2 separate regions of the Zea mays genome follow, and region 1 is linked to region 2. Evidence: chromatin contacts called from public Hi-C data. All regions are on one chromosome and are shown on one strand. Each heading gives the region's core, a stretch centred on a gene start, on an enhancer-like site or on the middle of the called end of the contact. The rest is flanking DNA. Distances are from core to core; before and after follow the strand shown.

Region 1 (3,009 bases), core at 55-2,554, 150 kb after region 2:
TCCTTCTTACGCCGCTGGTTCTCATCATGTTCCATCCGCAGCACACGCAGCTCAGTAAGATCAGCACCAAGCTTGCGAGCAGCCTGTATCGCCTTTCCCTGTGCCCATTCCTTTCGCTCCTTAAGCTGCGTCTCCATCTCTCTTGTCTGCTTAATGAGTTCACGCGCCATCTGGTTCTTTGGGTCAGGGTTCGCATCTGGTGGATCCTTCTTGTCAATGTCCAGTGCCTCAAGCTCCGCAACAACAGACTCGATGAGTTCCTCAGTGGAGAGCTTCTTGGTAAACGATTCCCTGGGCTGCCCTTCTGGTGCGGCGCCACTAGATCGTGACCACCCGGCGGCCTTCAGGCAGGAGATGGTGGCTGCAGCGGGACCCTGGCATATCGCAAGTCTCATGAAGGCTTCTGGGTCAAAAAGAGTGGGGTCCTGAGCAGCTGTGGCTGTGGTGTTATGATAGTGGATGTATCCACGCTGTGCGGTCTCTGCCACGGCTGGGAGGTGCTCCTCACTCTCAGCAATAGATGAGGGTTCACCATTGAAAGAGCTGCTTATGGCGATCGCCTCTTCAATACGGAGGTCACTGGAGAGAAGGCACCACAAGGCCTCGGCGCGGGTGAGGGTAGGGCGGCTGCTCTGGAGGAGGCAGACAAGCCCCGCGAGGGAGTATTCCTCGAGGCGTCGGAGGTCGGCGAAGCCGCCGGCCGCGCTGGCGTGGCCAGGATCGGAGAGGTAGGCGCGGGCGTTGGCCACGATGTTGGAAACGGGATCGTTGAGCTTGCCGTAACAGTGGCCCGAGTGGAGAACGGCCTCGAGGGATGCCTCCTCGCCGTGGCCGAGGTCGGCGAGGCGGGCCAGGGCCGCCGCGTACGCCTCATCCAGCCTCTTCAGCAGGCGCTCCTCAAGCTCGTCCGCCGTGGCGCGGAGCCACGGCGCGGCATCCTCTCCGACGGTCAGATCGGGATCGGAGGCCGGCGGGGGCGCCTGTGCAAGCCCCGCGCGGGCGGACCGGCCCTTCCGGGACGAGCGGCTACCACGCTCGCGGGGTTGCCCTGCCATCCGAGCGCGAGTCGGGGGCGGCGGGAGCGGTGGTAATAGGGTTTGGAGGATGGATCGGAGGTGCTGGTTGGCTGTGATGGGGGTGCGGCGGCGCGGAGACCACGTCGATGTGTGCGAGTGCGAGGAAAATGGCGAGTGGACGGAAGCGAGGAACAAGAAGACCGGAAGGGGAACGAAGGCCTTGCTGCTGGGCTCGATTGGGCTTTTTAGTCCTTCAAGCTGGATAACTTAGGGCTTGGGTTTGTTTGTGTTACTGCTTCCGCATCCCACCGATCTCCGGTTGCTGCTGTAGGGCAAGCCCAAGCCTAAGCCCAAGAAGAGCACGAGAGGTCGATTCGTTAACTTTCATGGAACTGTGTCCAGCAGTTTAACTATATAAGAGCAACTCCAATAGTTCTCTAAAAAAGAGCTTGTTAAAATCATGTTTAGTAAGTTGCTAAATAGCTATTGAAAGTAAAAAAACAACTTAGTCTCCAATAGTTGCTCATATTTAGGAAGTATTTTGAATCTAGCTTTGGCAGCCCTGCCTCGCATGAGATCTGGCTGACAATAAGGTTGAGAGCAGAGGATGTCGAGGACAGAAGAGAAAAGGCCGGTCGACATTAACTATGAAGGAGTGGTGGTCCGGTGGCGCAACCTATGAGGAAGTTGGGTTCGACGGTGAAGGAGAAACGTGTGTCACACGCGTTTGACCTAGCTACCTCACTATGCTAGAAAGTGGAAGAAGAGTGTGCTATACCTGGCTACCTCAGTGTGTGGGAAAGGGAAAAAATAATCACGCTAGTGTGAAGAAATTAACGCCAAATGCATTTAGGGAGTTCGTATCGAGTTGCTAAATTTGAAGAGTAAATAGAGTTGAATAGCAACTTAGTAAATTTAGCAAGTCTATTTAGAAAACCATTGGGGAAGTATTTTTCTGTTCACTTTTTATATTTAAGATTTAGAGAGTTGTTTAGAGAACTATTGGAGTTGCTCTAATCATCTAAACCACTATTTTGTACTGTAAATTATATAGTTCACAGAATGCATTTAAATATAGAGACATGAATGTGTAAGCTGTTGAAGATAGTCTAAGGCTAACTCCAACGAGAACGTGCAAAAATGGAATCTAAACACACATTTGGATTACGCGGTTAGCCAAAAGAAGATACCTAAATATTATCGTGTCCAACCAGGTACCCAAATACTCTCTCCGATCTTTTTTTGTCGTGGTTTAGTTAAAAAATAAACTAGCGGGTGACAAATATTCGAGAACAGAGGTAGTATATAATTGAGAAGATGATCATCTATATAAAGGTATTCTCCCACATCGCATCTAAAATGGTATCTAGTATAGGTTACCTGTTAAAAATGTTATAGTATCATTTATATTTATATAATGGTTTTAGGTGCCTTGATATGTACTCTGTTGGAGTCAGCCTAAGCAAACTGTAGTGGGTGTCTCCTATGTGTGACGGTGTCTCCTATGTGCGTGTGTAAGGTTGTATCTAGCAGATCGTGCATATCGTCGTGTAAAACAATGATTTGCACTGTAGATGACATTGTTTGCAGAGTGGAGTTTGAAATAGAAAGTAGGATAAGGGATGGAATAGGCGAGCTGCTGGATACAGACTAAGAGGATAGTGGATGGTGGAGGCACCCAAGAGAAGTCAAGTTCTTCTACCTCCCATCAGGTTCTCACCTTGCTAGTATGAAGGAACCTATCTCTGTTCTCAATCTCCTTCCCTAGATTGCATAGGAGTAGATGGTTAACAACTCGGTACCAAAAGCTACCGAAAACCCACCCTACATCCCACACCATCGCATAGTCAATCTATTGGACTCCAACGATCCAATAGAGAGTCATGGAGCCCAACATCATATCTGCCTTCGAAGAGGTTCTACAGCGGTTCGATTTCTTCAACCATGGCTAGCCCTATAGAGGGGCATGGGGTAGCTACCCTAGGCCCCTAAA
Region 2 (3,049 bases), core at 120-2,619:
GTAGCACCAGGTAGAACTTGACTTGGAAAAAAGAAATCACTACCTGAGCAATATCCGGAGGAGAGCTCATTATGAAAGCCTGCAGCACTTTTAATCTTTTCGAATCCGACAGAAGGTACCTCATCTGATTATGTGACATCCATTGCAGCATGGCATCTCCAAGAAGCTGCATTGATCTCCGAGTTTCACAGGAACTGATTATATGAACTACTTCATCTGGCCTGAAAAGACATAGAATCTATCATTTATTTGGCTGAATAAAAAGAACAGATAAAAAATCTAGAGGAAGAACAGATTATAAAACAAGTATGATATTTGATCAAGCACCTCCGGGTGCAAAGGCTACCGAAACTCTTCCTGTCCCAGGTGATCGTAGCAACGATTCGATCCCGCAGCTGTTGGCAGCAGTGATTGAGGACCAGACGGAACAGCCGCTGCCCATGTCTGCTCTCCAAGAGGTCGCAGGCGTACGACACGATACTCTCGGGGGTTTCCTCGGACAGCGCGAGGAGCAAGGCTTCCTCCGTTCCACCGTGTAGGTAGGGCGGCGGCGCCATATACGCGTGGCCGCCAGGGTGGGCGCCGCAAGCTGCGCCGATTGCGCCAGGCGAGAGCATGCCCACGGCCTCGTTCCGGGGCCCACGAGCTATGCTGCGCCGAAGTCGACCTTCCGCGAAGGATCGCGCGTCAGGCACGCTACGATCGTAGGGCGGCAGCGGCATCCGCACCAATCCAGGATGCATCTGCGACGGCGCTGACGGACCGGCTTTCTGCCCTATCGGAGGCGGCGGCACGTATGCTCGCGGATCGATGATACTGCGACGAGCCTCAAGAAAAGCAGATGAGAAGCTATCCGCCGCCGCAGCGTCGTGCACCTCGCACAGCCGCGGTTGTGCGGCGGTGGTCTGCTGGTTATAGATGGAAAGCGGTAGCGCCACGGCAGCCTGCTGGTTATAGATGGAAAGACCCACCATCATCTCAATCAGCTTATCGTTCGGCGGGTCGTACTCCCCCTTGCTGGCTTGCTTCTCCTGCTCATGATGCTCCTCCGGCGGCTGCGCCATGACCATGAACCCCACCCACCAGAAACCCCCCACAACTGTCTTTTGCGCTTATACAGGAGTCTAGACTCTAGTAGTTGATGAGCAGAGACTACGGAGGAATCGTCGCTGCTTCAGTTAGGGGAGTGGATTAAATAGGATTAGGGAGGATTTTGAGCGTCTCCAATAAAATCTGTAAACTAACCTAAAAAACGTTTTTTAAAAAAAAACACATACATACATTTTGAACCCTTCAACAGTTCTCTCTTTTTCTCCTAATATTCTCCGTGTCTCGCATCTACTGTATATCGTCCCGGAAATTTGCGCGCCACAGATTGTTCCTTGGACCAACCCTAAAAGTATTAAAAAATTTACCAAAAACTGATTATTAAGAGAAAGCTAAAAAGTTTTAAGAGTGAATCATGATGGGTAATCGGTAGGCTGTGACGCAATCTGTACAGTCGTCGGTAGGCTGTGGATGATCCGATATACGTTTAGGAATGAAATGTGTAGGGATGGAACACACCAAAATATGAGCGAGATAAGGTTGTGGATGCGGGAGCGGGACACAAATTTTTTAGGAAGAACGATGGAGCTATTGAAGCAAGAAAATCATTATTCTTTACTAATATCTGTTTTGTGATTAGTTTACATGTTCTTTTGAATTGCTCTTAATCTCCCCACTAGGTATGTGCCAGTGTGTTGCGACGGCGTATAAATCATTTGATAAATATTAGTGCGCAATGATTACATGAAAACGAACAACATATATATCATCAATCTCATATCTCACAAATTAACACTAATGACATGAAATTTGTGCGCAATTCAAATAGTGATAAAATACATTGATATACAAAAATATTATATGTTTTCTATACTTTTATTAGCATCACCAAAAGTGGACGTTTACCTATCTTAAAAGATATATAAGATTGTACATGTGCTTTGTCATTGATAAAAAATAAACAATGATAAATATGTAGCGAATATTAATCAACACATTGATTCTATAGAAGGATAGTATTATTATATAAGTCTCGTGAGCGTCTCATGTAATGGTATCGTCGAAATCAGGAAAAAAACGATAAAAGGGGGGACAACAACTGGGCACGCACTTGAACAACATACCCTAATTATTCTTGCCCATTAGCAATTACCATGTACTTAGCATTGCTAGACTTTTATGACTTTATGAGGACTGTATAGATAATTTCAAAAGCAACTTCTCATCTCTCATCTGGAAAGAGAAAAGGTTGGATATACTCTAACACAATCAGAAAAAATTGAGAAGTACTCTAATGATAATGGACTCAAGAAACGACTGCTAACCTTAGCTCTTGTCAGAACAATCTTGCCGGAAACAAAAATCAGCAGCACGGTTTTTGGCTGCTTCATTCGATAGATCAAGCCAGGCAAGAGATTGATTTTCATACTGGGAAGTGAAAGGTCGAGCAAAATGTGAGAACAATAGCAGGAAAAATCAACAAGGTGACTGAGAGAATTATGTTAAAAAAGGATGAGGAATGCAACTTACCCTTAAATCAATTCACAATTAAAATAAAGAGAGGTCAGGAATTTATGTAGCAGCCTGATAGATGAATTGAGAAAAATAGTGATACCCTTAAATCAATTCATAAAAGTGTGAAGATAGACATAGTTGACTCACAATTAAAATAAAGAGAGATAACGAATTTGTGTAACAGACTGATAGATGAATTGGGGAAAAACAGTGACACCCTTAAATCAATTTACAAAAGTGTGAAGATATATTTATTACTTATAATGATATTTAAATATTTATTGTGACACGAACTAAACTTTAGTCAGAGGAACCAAACATCTTCTAAAAGTGGATGTTTCTATAAACAAATCTCTCCATCTGTGCTTCTTGTCTTTGTAGTGAAATACCACGTACAATCACTTCATATTTAGGAAGAGCTCATAAAGCAATGGGTTTGTTTTCCTGCTTGTTGTCTGAACAAAAAACAATGCTCCTGGAATTGTTT

What was found. Hi-C and Micro-C count contacts between places; a contact is called where the count stands out from the background.
Region 1: a Hi-C map of leaf shows a contact between it and region 2, with 7 times the contacts expected there. The contact joins the promoter of LOC100278886 here to the promoter of LOC103632661 in region 2. A contact is called at or near these places in 7 of 25 Hi-C or Micro-C datasets (bundle sheath, ear, endosperm and 2 more).

Annotation. Positions count from the first base shown.
Region 1 is chr7:105,911,198-105,914,206 of Zm-B73-REFERENCE-NAM-5.0, forward strand. LOC100278886 (MND1-interacting protein 1) reads right to left here and starts at 1,305. Exons shown (of 2, transcript NM_001152018.2): 1 at 1-1,305. The coding sequence starts at 1,055.
Region 2 is chr7:105,764,145-105,767,193 of Zm-B73-REFERENCE-NAM-5.0, forward strand. It overlaps LOC103632661 (putative pumilio homolog 8, chloroplastic), which reads right to left and starts at 1,370. Exons shown (of 6, transcript XM_008654417.4): 1 at 328-1,370; 2 at 44-221. The coding sequence starts at 1,070.